Regions from separate parts of the Mus musculus genome. Here all the other regions are linked to region 3. The links are chromatin contacts, called in public promoter capture Hi-C maps. All regions are on one chromosome and are shown on one strand. The core of a region is the stretch at or near the end of the contact, and the rest is flanking DNA. Distances in the headings are between cores, read along the strand shown.

Region 1 (3,401 bases), core at 603-3,102, 610 kb after region 3:
TTCATAATTTGCCTCGCAAGTAAATGCTATTGAAGATTTTCTCAGAAAGGCCAACGTTAATGGGTTTCTCGGCAAGTCCAGCTGATGCCCAACAACTTTCCAAGCTGTCTGCCCAAGCCAGAAAAAAAATAAACAACAAAAAAAAACCAACCAAACAAACAAACAACAACAACAACAAAACCAACATAAGCGAATCCTCCTGGATTATAAAGCATGCCCTAAATCTCAGCCCATTGCTGCTGATTACTTGCCCTCGGGGTTCAGAATGCCAGCTCTACTTGAGCGCCCTATGACTGTTAAGTTAGCAACCTCCCTGAACTCAGTGATGGAGCTGAGGTGTGGCCTACTCTACCAGGGAGACAGTAGGGTTAAGTTGCTGGGTATTGGCTATACCTCAGGGAAACATTGGTCCCCAGTAACACCCATCCTATGAAGCCTACTCCCAGTGTAGTGTGTGTTTCTAGGCCTCGTAGCTCTGTGAGGACAGTGCGTGGCCAAAGAAACTTTCACTTTAGATGTGAGAGGCATTGTGACTTGGTTATAAAAAGCTTTTAAGTGTATTGGTTTGTCAGTGAGGTCATCCATTTACCCAGCATGTTTAGGAATACAGCCAGGCTGCTAAGTTTCACACTGATAATAGCTACAATATGAAGAAGAGACTGGTCAGGCAACCAAGGGAAGCCAGATGCAACCAGGGACCATTCCAAGGGTCTGTGGGTCCAGGGAGGAATGAGAACTGCTTTACCTGGAACAAACACCAAGAAAACAGAGAAGACATGAACTGGCTGCCACCTTGGTCTCAGTGAGAGTTGTCTGAGTCAGGTTGACCTGTAGGTGTGTCTGCGGGGAACTGTCTTGATGTGGAAAGACTCAGCCCCCTATGAGAGGCACCATTCCCTAGGCACTGGGTCCTGAACTGTGTAAGAGTGAGGCTGAGCTAAGCATAAGTCAGCATCCAAGTGAGCATGTGTCCATTCATTCCTCTCTGCCCTCGACTATGGATGACGAGGTCGTCTGCCTGGAGCTCCTGCCTGGTCGCTTCCCTGCGGTTATGGACTGTAACCTGGATGTGTGGGCTAAAATGAACCCTTTTCGCACTACATTGTTTCAGGGTATTTTATCATAGCAGCAGAAATGAAACTAGGACAGAGGGATTGCAATGTTTAAGGATGTAAGCCTGGGAGAACTTGGTGAGTTAGTTGTGTAGCTCAGAGCTCAGAGGGGAACAAGGCTACAGACAGCAGACATCACCTGCCTCATACTACAGATGAACAAACAGGTTCTGAGACTATAAGTCGCTGATTCAAGGTGACCTAGCTGGCTGGTAGCAGGCATGAGGCAGTCAGTCGGAATCCTGCTGCCATCAGGCACACACTGCCTCCATCGAGGCTGGCAGTTAGAAAGTGAGGTTAGTGAGCAGTCATTAATTTCCCCTGGATTCCTCTCTGGTCCACCTGCCTACCCCCCCCCCAATCTTTTGGTTCTTCTCTGTCCCCACGAACCCACCAGGATCTCTATCTCTCTCTCTCTCTCTCTCTCTCTCTCTCTCTCTCTCTCTCTCTCTCTCTCTCTCTCTCTCTCTCTCCTTTCTGCAGCAGAAGAGCCAGGTTAGGGTATGACCAAAGGCCAGGGGAGGGGTGGGAGGGTGCAGCTGGAGAACTAGGGGAGAGCGCTTGCTGGAAGGGAGACCCTGCGGGCCACCATCTGTTGCTGCCAGAACAGCTCATTTGGCTGGCGGTGGGAGCTGAGAACCGGCAGAAGCTTCCAGGCGGTTGCCTCAGGACGCTCGCTCACTCTCAGGAGCTTGTCTGGGAATCACTTCCCTACATCTGCCAGGGCTGCAGGAAACTATTGCCTGGAAATGGTTGGAAGGTGACGCCACGTTGAAGGGCTCACTTCTTGTATGACTCAGACCTGAGCAAGATGCCTCCTGGGCAGGAGCCAGGTCTCCTTACACCTATGACACCAGACACAGCGCGCCCACCCCAAAAGACCTACCAACCCCCCCCCCCCATCTTTTTTTGGAGTTTTTATTCGTCCACAGACTTTTTGAAATGTCCTCTTCCCGTGAATGCTGCTTCCTGACTGCTTTCTTTCTTTCGTGCAGGTGACAGCAGCGAGCAGCCCCTGTTCTGTGTTGAATATTCCCCTTACTGCTCCGTCTTTGCTTTCTCCCCAACCCAGCAGCCCAATACCAATTACTGCTGCCTCCTTCTGCCCTTAGTTCCACCAGCTGCCCAGGGGGCCCAGAGCCCTTCCACTTCCCTCCCTCCCGCCATCTTTCCCACCTTCTCCACCCCGCCCTCAAGCCCCCTGAGCCCCTTGCTGGGGTCTCCAGCATCTCTCTGCTACTTCCCTGTCTCCCAACCGACTCCAGCCGAGACCCCTGTGCTGTGTCTACCAGGCCCCAGAAGGCCCAGTAAAATTTACCTCATATGGTAAGTCACCCCTAGCGAGGCACACAGCACAAAAGAGTCAGAGAGTGGGGGACAGCAGAAGGCAGGTGGACAGGAGCAGGCCAGAGCAACACCAATGGGGTGTGGTGTGCAGGGGGACAGGAAGAGGAGACAGCGCACTGACACTTCCCTTGATATGGGCGTCTACTAGTGGAAAAAAAAAAGGAGTGAATGACCAATAAAATCCCATCATCTCTGGAGATGCCTCTTGATTTCTGAACTCTTGTGTCGGACACTCGTTGGAATATCACCATCACAAACCAACAGACTCTTCTGGGTCTGATGATACCCTTGGCCAAGGGTACCCTACCCCAGGAGCATGACGCCAGGCCAGTGGTTCTGAAAGCACAGCTCTGAAACTGAAAAATCTAGCCAGGACCACGCTGAGGAGGGACAAATTAAAGGGCGCAGTGGGTATTTATGGTTCCCTTCCCAGCCTTCTTATTAGGCTTTGCATTTCCTAAAATCGAAAATTCCCACCTCCTGAGTTCCAAAATAAAACATATTTATGGCACATAATTAGGCTTTAATTAAGATCTCCTCTGGGTATGTGAGACAACATACACTTCTAGCACACTCAAATAGGCAAATAGACACGACCTATTATTTGTGCTGTACAGAAAGCTGCCTATTAAACCCAGGCAACATCGGCTCTTGCCGCAAAGCTGTAATTCTTCCCGTGATCCAAAGGGAGCAAATAAGTTCCAAAGAGGCATCGAGCAGCGGAGTCTCAGCCCCTCTTGGGCACTCGGGACAGCAGTGAAGGTGGTCCTGGGAGAGACAGAGATTCAGGAGTCCATTTTCCTCTCTCCTGCTGTTTTTGCATTGTGCCTGCCAAGCATCGGGTCAGTGTTGAGCAGGTGACATGAGGAGCTGGGCAGTTCACAGGTGCGTGGACTTGATTCTCAGTTGTATGAATATGAGACTTCTACTCTTCTCCCTTTC
Region 2 (3,152 bases), core at 95-2,594, 790 kb after region 3:
GAGTTCGAGACCAGCCTAATATAAGTTCAAAGTGAGTTGAAGGACAGCCAGAGCTACACAGCGAAACCCTATCTCAGAAAGAAAGAAAAAAGAAAGAAAGAAAAAGAAAACTTATACAAGAAAACATAAGCAAATGCTGCTATAGCTTAGTGGTCAAAGATTTTATACCTGGGGATGCAACATGCATGTGTGTGTTTTTGAATCATAGTGACATTAAAGATGTATAACATAGTCTCTCTTGTTCTCTTGCCCTCTTCCCTTCCCTACTCCCTTCCCTATTCTCTTCCCCCTCTCTCTACGTGGTCACAGTCGGCCTCTACTTCTCTACTCTCTCCCTCTCCCTGCCTTTCTCTGCCTCTACTACCCTCTTAGCTCCCCTCCCCGTGCCCTGAATAAACTCTATTCTATACTTTAAAAAGTATAAAATAATAAAAGACACTTATAAAGTTAAATGAAAAAAAATCAATTTAAGCATATCACGAATTTGTAAACATAATTACAACATACATGACACCAAATTAAGAATCTTAAAATGTCCTCCTAGCTAAACTGAAAAGGCCATTCAACATATGAAAAGATGTTTAATATCCCTAGAGGAAAAAAAAAAAAATCAAAGTTAAATCAAAGTATTTTTCTCGGTAGAAAGATTGTAATGACAAAATTCAGTTTTAGTTGGATATGCCAAAAGAAACTAAAACTGTTGACAGAAATGTACGTAACACCATATAGTATTTATATAATATATACCTCTATATATTACCTAAATATAACTATATAATGACAGAATCTCTCTTTGTAGTCCTGGCTGTCCCAAAACTTGAAAGACAAGCTGATGACCAAGTTGGCCTCAAATTCCCAGAGATCTACAGGCATTTCTGCCTCCCAAGTGCTAGGACTACAGGAGTATAGCGCCAATGCCCAGCTTGGAATGATCTTTGTAAATATACTTTTTGACTAAGGAATTATACAGAAGTTATTTTTGGTCGTGAGCCTAAGCTTTACTGGCTGAGCCATCTGAGTGGTGATGGGTCACACCTTTGATCCAGTGCCTAGAAGGGAAAGGCAGGAGGATCTCTATGAGCTCAAGGCCAGCCTAGTCTACAGAGTGAGTTCCAGGAAGCCTGTCTCAACAGGCAAAACAAACAATAAAAGTATTTACAAAGGAGACATTAATTACAATGACAACACTACTTATAAAACACAAATATTTATAGGACACTGAATAAATTAATATGATTGAAATAAGGAAAACTAGCACCAACTAGTACAAACATACATGTATATATCCTGAAGGATCTAGAAATAGAAACACTTGCCAACCGCCTTTGGGGAGTGAGGGTAGGGCTGACGATTGCTCTGAATGTGCTTAGCTACATCCCCAGTTCTTTGGGGGAGGAGATATGTCTCACTATATAGCTCTGGCTGTCATGGAACTCACTGTGTAACCAGGCTACCTCTAACTCAGATCTGTCTGAATCTGCCTGCCTCTGTCGCCCAAATACTGGTGTTTAAAAGGCATGCACTACCACACCTGGCTTTTCCCAGATCATTTTTATGTTTTCTCTGAGACAGTCTCACTGAATGGCATATACTGGTTCTCAACTTGCTCTGTAGCCAAGGTGGGCCTTTGTAGAAATGGCTGTTTTGTAGAGACTTTATAATCTGTTTATCAGGAAAAACGTCAAAGTCATAGTATGTATTTTAACCCACATCTAATTTTATCTTACTTAAAAATCATTAGATTTTATTTGTATGACTATTTTGCCTGTATGCATATATGTGCAGTATATGTATGCCTGTTGGATACCCTGGAGTTACAGGTTATAGATGGTTATGAGCCATTGTGGGTGCCAGAAACAAGTGCTCATAACTGTGCACTCTCTCTCTAGCCCTTGGTCTGGGTATTTAGCACAGACTAACCTCAAACACATGACCCTCTATCTTCAACTTCACAAATGCTGGGATTACAGCTGTGTACTATAATGTCTGGCTACTTAACTATTCATTTGAGAAAGTAAAAGTAAGATAAATATATCAAATTCTACTGACAAATGAATTTAGTTTTCCAATCTGTAAGTAACTAGTCCTCAGTATCAACACTCTTACCAAACATAAGAGTCTGAGTTTGTGCACTATAACACTGTGGTAACCATTCATTACAATGTGCTCACTAAGTCAACTTTTCTGCCCTACATTCAATAAATATCCACTAAGGTCTAAAGTCTTTAACTAAACAAAGGCAGGTTAGGATATTTGAATAAATCTTTCCCTGGAAAGCAAATTTAAAGACACGACACAGGCCAGGGATATAGCTAAACCCTTCAATTCCTAGACACCACGGATAAACAAACACGGCTGGGTGCATGCCTTAATCCACAACAAGTTCCAAGCCAGCATAGTCAAGACTTTTTATCAAAACAGCAATTTTTAAAGGGGCAGGATAAATATCTTTAAAGAATATACAAACATCAGGGATGTGATAAAATATATAGGATCTGCTAGGACAAAACCTAAGAGCACATGATAAATAAAACATCAAAGTCATATATGGCACCAAGATGTCAAGTAATCTCTGGCCCAAAGCCCAACCAAGTAGAGAGCTCAACGGGAAACACTTTCCACTGCAAGGTGGGCCTCCAATGCAGCAATTCTTAGGGAAACAGTAAACCAAGAGAAAACTTTCTTCTAGCCTCATGGTTTCAAGGAAGTTGCCTCGGCCATGTAGGGAATTGGGCTTAGAAAGTGTTAGGAGAATCCAAACCAATTCTTTGACAGCTGAAACAAACACCAAAAATAAACCAACCAAACAAATATGGGCCGGGCTGGTGAGATGGCTCAGCAGGTAAGAGCACCCGACTGCTCTTCCAAAGGTCCGGAGTTCAAATCCCAGCAACCACATGGTGACTCACAACCATCCGTAATGAGATCTGACTGTCTCTTCTGATGTGTCTGAAGACAGCTACAGTGTACTTACATATAATAAATAAATAAATCTTTAAAAAAAAAAAACAAATATGGGCCTTAAATGTGATGAGGTTACAACAGAAAGCTAAACTCTCTAGAAACTAAAAAACAAATATTCTCCCTCAAAGAACAAATATATCTTCACAGTCAAAAATAATTTTTCAAGAACTCTAAGTTATACATCATTA
Region 3 (3,311 bases), core at 573-3,072:
TCCAGATACACCTGCCTGGCTTCACCCTGCACCTTCTGAGTCAGCCTCTCTCTAGGGAAGGTGTGTTTTGCAAAGCACGCCCCAGGTAATTCTGATGCAGAACCGGTTTGGGGGAGATGCTGGTGATTTCCAAGAGACTCGGTTTCTGACTATAGTTCCACACCCTCATCCACTGAGGGAGACTTGAAGGATGCTGAGCTTTTGGCCCCCAGCCCTTAGCTTATGTTTCTGTTGTGCTTTCCAAGGGCTCGGGCAGAACTTAAAAACACAAAGTCCATCTAGGTAAGCCACCTGGTGACAGCAAACCCAAGGCTACCTTCCCAAACCACTGGACCTAAGTGAGCCAGATTCACTCTTCCTTTCAGCCAGCAGCCCCCATGCACTGCCTAGCCAGAGAGACCTTGGGGGGCTGACTCCTCCCTTAATCCCCAGAGCAGATGAGGGAAGGTTAATTTCCATCCTTGACAGCTGGGGCTGGCAGTGACAGAGTAGGTAGCTGGGAGGTGGGGGAGGGAAAGTGGAGCAAGAGGCTGTTCTATACCAGTACCAATAGCTGGCTCAGCCCAATCTCAAGTCCCTTAGAAGACATAACATGCAATTCTCATTGCTTCTCTCTAATACTAAGGAAACCAAGGCCCAGAGTGGGGATAGAAGTGGTCCAGGCTCTTTGGCTCTTAGGTCAGACCCTTCCCCCAGGGCACTCCATGATAGACAAGAAAGGTAGCCTACAGGACCCTTGGCCCAACTGAGTCTCACCATCCTTGCGATAGTAGAGGATGTCCACCTTGCACTCTTCAGCCCCAAGCAGGGCCTGCGCCAGGCGGGACACAGCACTGCTCGGAGTGTTCGGGCCAGTGAGGAAGTCACAGGTACAGGGTCGCTGCATCACCTCCACACGGGAGTAGCCGAAGAGTTCGCAGAAGCCATCATTGCAGTAGATGATGGCACAGTTCTCCATCTGTGCATTGGCAATCAGGAACTTACGACCTGGGGTGGGAAGAAAAAGGTAGGAAGACCGTGGCAGCCAGGAGTGGGTAGTTGGGAGAGAAAGATTACAGGGACCGGTGGCAGCCAAGGAGGGGATTTATACACAGGAGCAGGCAGGGGCCAGAATGAGGGAGGTGGAGGACAGAGCAAGGGAGGGTGGAAGAACCAAGAGTCCTGGGGAAAGGTCATTCCTTCTGGGAGCACAGAGGGGCATGAAGGAGGCAGGGAGCAGAAAAGTAGGGGTGTGGGAACCAAGCTTGGGGGCTAGGGTCAGTAGAGTGGGAGGAAGACCCCAGAACTCCTGGAATAATAGTTGGGATCCAGACCAGAAAGCAGGACTGTGACCAGGGAGTCAGACCTGCTCTGTGGGTGAAAAGAAGGAAGTCAGGCAAACCTCTAGGAGAGGCATGAATGGTCTGGAGGGGTAAGTGGGCAGTGACTGAGAGGGCAGGCCAGGGTTTGTAACACCAAGAAAACTGCTGTGAGCAGGTAGAAGAGTGGCATTATGCCCAAGACACAGCACATATGGAGGAGGTGTTGGGGACATCAAAACGAAAGATTTTGTATTCAGAATCTACCCCCCCCCCCAGCCCCCAGCCCTGCCATTTCTTTTACCCCATCAGAAGTTAGTGAAGAGTTTGGCTGCTCCTGCCATCCAACCCGTACTGCAGAGAGTCCCCCACACCCCCAAACCTCACACTTACTCTGGCCCTCAAACTTGCGGATGATGGTGTCCAAGTAAGTGTTTTGGGGAGCAACGTGGCCCCTGCGGACTGGCATCTTTCTGTAACACCACTTGCTGGGAGTGACCGGTGCCCTGGCTTCTGGCGTCTCCGTCAGTCCTGGGGCTCAGCAGCGTCGGGCTGGGGTGGGCGCCGCCCCCGGGGAGGGCTATCGGGCCCCGCCCGTCCTCCAGCGTCTGCCCTCCCCGCCCTCTCTAGTCCTCCCGCTCCCACGGCTCAGCGCTCCTCCTCCTTCCACGAGGCTTGCGCCCGGGAGCTGTCCGCGTCGTGGTGCTGAAATAAGCCAAGGGACGTGACAGGCAGACGGGGTTGGGGTTGGGGTTGGGGGTCAGGACAAGAGCAAATTCTGATCCATAAGGGGCTCTGAATCCTAGAGAGAGGGGCAGGGGTCCTGAACCTGGGATACTCTGAAGAACTTCTGCTCATGTCCAAATAGACAGAGACCTCAGCATCTCTTTGGACCCCTTTTGATACTGAAGTAGTTTTCCAGGCAGAGGAGGGCAGAAGTTGTTAGGGGCTTCAGATAGTTTTTTGTTGAAGGCTGTCTTCAGGGATTTACCGCTGGGACTGACTGTGGCAATGGGGCACTTAGGCCCCTTGCCCACAAATGGCCGCCACCTATTAGCAAGTGACCACTGGTAAAAGTGTCTGTGTACTGATTAAAAATGAACACACTTAGAAAAAGCAAATTGGGGTGGGGTGAAGTTTATTGAAAAAAAGGGGGGTTTTCTGAGAGGAGAAAAGAAGGGCCACAGTTCATTAAGCACCTTGGTGGACTTGGAACTTTGCAGAGGGTCCCAAGACCAATTTTGAGCCACATTTTAGTAGCAAGCATTCAAAATGAAACATGCACCTTCGGAAAAGGCCCAAGGGTGGTGTCAATGCAGAGGGGCTGAACTGGCCAATGGAGGAGGTGAAAATGCAGGAGAAAAAAATGACAAGCAGCATCCAGTGCTAGTTTGAACATCCAGATTTAATTGATGGACAGCTACGTTTTTAAGAAGTCTGAGGTTCGGAAGGAAATTTGAAGGCCTTTGAAGCAAATATTCTGGCAGAAATATAAACTTTACAAAGTGGATGGGGGGGTGGAGGGGGTGGCCAAGGAGGCTCAGTGAGGTTTCCACTGAAGTCCAGGTGAGAGGCTTAGAGTCCTGGGCGGGATGTGTCCTTGCCACAATACCTGGTGGGGGACCTTGGCCACAGTGGTTGAGAGATGAGAGGGCTGCCAAGTGTGGTTTCCTGGGGGGGCAGAGATGTCTTGGCTGTCCCTGAATGTGGGGAGCAGGCTGGCTGTGGAAGAGAAGTGGGGACAGTATTTCCTATCCAGTCAGTAGCATGGGCTTACGCAGTAAGACATTCATTCATTTGCTTATTCATTCAAGCATTTTTCTGGTCTCCACATTACAAAGAGTAATCCCGACGCATGTTGAGCCTTATGGACCTAACATCTAGTAATGAGGACAAACAACGGCATTATAGCAATAAATACACCACGGGATAATTCAGAGGTATCAAACAATAGTGCTGTAGAATCTGATCCTGGAGTAGAAACTGTTTAGAACTAGGAAGAACATGGGGAAG

What was found. Promoter capture Hi-C pulls out the DNA fragments that hold promoters and counts their contacts.
Region 1: a contact with region 3 is called in a promoter capture Hi-C map of trophoblast stem cells, with 4 times the contacts expected there. The contact joins the enhancer-like site here to the promoter of Kcnh6 in region 3. A contact is called at or near these places in 6 of 39 promoter capture datasets (the 3T3-L1 cell line, embryonic stem cells, hippocampal neurons and 2 more) and 1 of 9 other capture datasets (macrophages).
Region 2: a contact with region 3 is called in a promoter capture Hi-C map of the C10 cell line, with 3 times the contacts expected there. The contact joins the enhancer-like site here to the promoter of Kcnh6 in region 3. A contact is called at or near these places in 7 of 39 promoter capture datasets (the C10 cell line, cranial neural crest, embryonic stem cells and 4 more) and 1 of 9 other capture datasets (embryonic stem cells).

What each region holds. Positions count from the first base shown.
Region 1 is chr11:105,400,907-105,404,307 of GRCm38.p6, reverse strand. All of the region lies in intron 5 of Marchf10 (membrane associated ring-CH-type finger 10), which reads left to right. Among named protein-coding and RNA genes, the nearest start is that of Gm39417, 47 kb to the left of the region's middle. Within about 2 kb of position 1,852, at least 14 of the 459 cell types and tissues checked have an H3K27ac peak or open chromatin away from gene starts, as enhancers often do. A contact at or near this core is called in trophoblast stem cells, where this site is marked.
Region 2 is chr11:105,215,868-105,219,019 of GRCm38.p6, reverse strand. The region is part of intron 6 of Tlk2 (tousled-like kinase 2 (Arabidopsis)); the gene reads right to left. Among named protein-coding and RNA genes, the nearest start is that of Tlk2, 36 kb to the right of the region's middle. Within about 2 kb of position 1,344, at least 10 of the 459 cell types and tissues checked have an H3K27ac peak or open chromatin away from gene starts, as enhancers often do.
Region 3 is chr11:106,006,659-106,009,969 of GRCm38.p6, reverse strand. Kcnh6 (potassium voltage-gated channel, subfamily H (eag-related), member 6) reads right to left here and starts at 1,822. Exons shown (of 13, transcript NM_001037712.2): 1 at 1,692-1,822; 2 at 757-987. The coding sequence starts at 1,767. Ace3 (angiotensin I converting enzyme (peptidyl-dipeptidase A) 3) reads right to left here. Exons shown (of 15, transcript NM_001101453.3): 15 at 2,420-3,020. All of the region lies in intron 2 of Gm35971 (a long non-coding RNA gene), which reads left to right.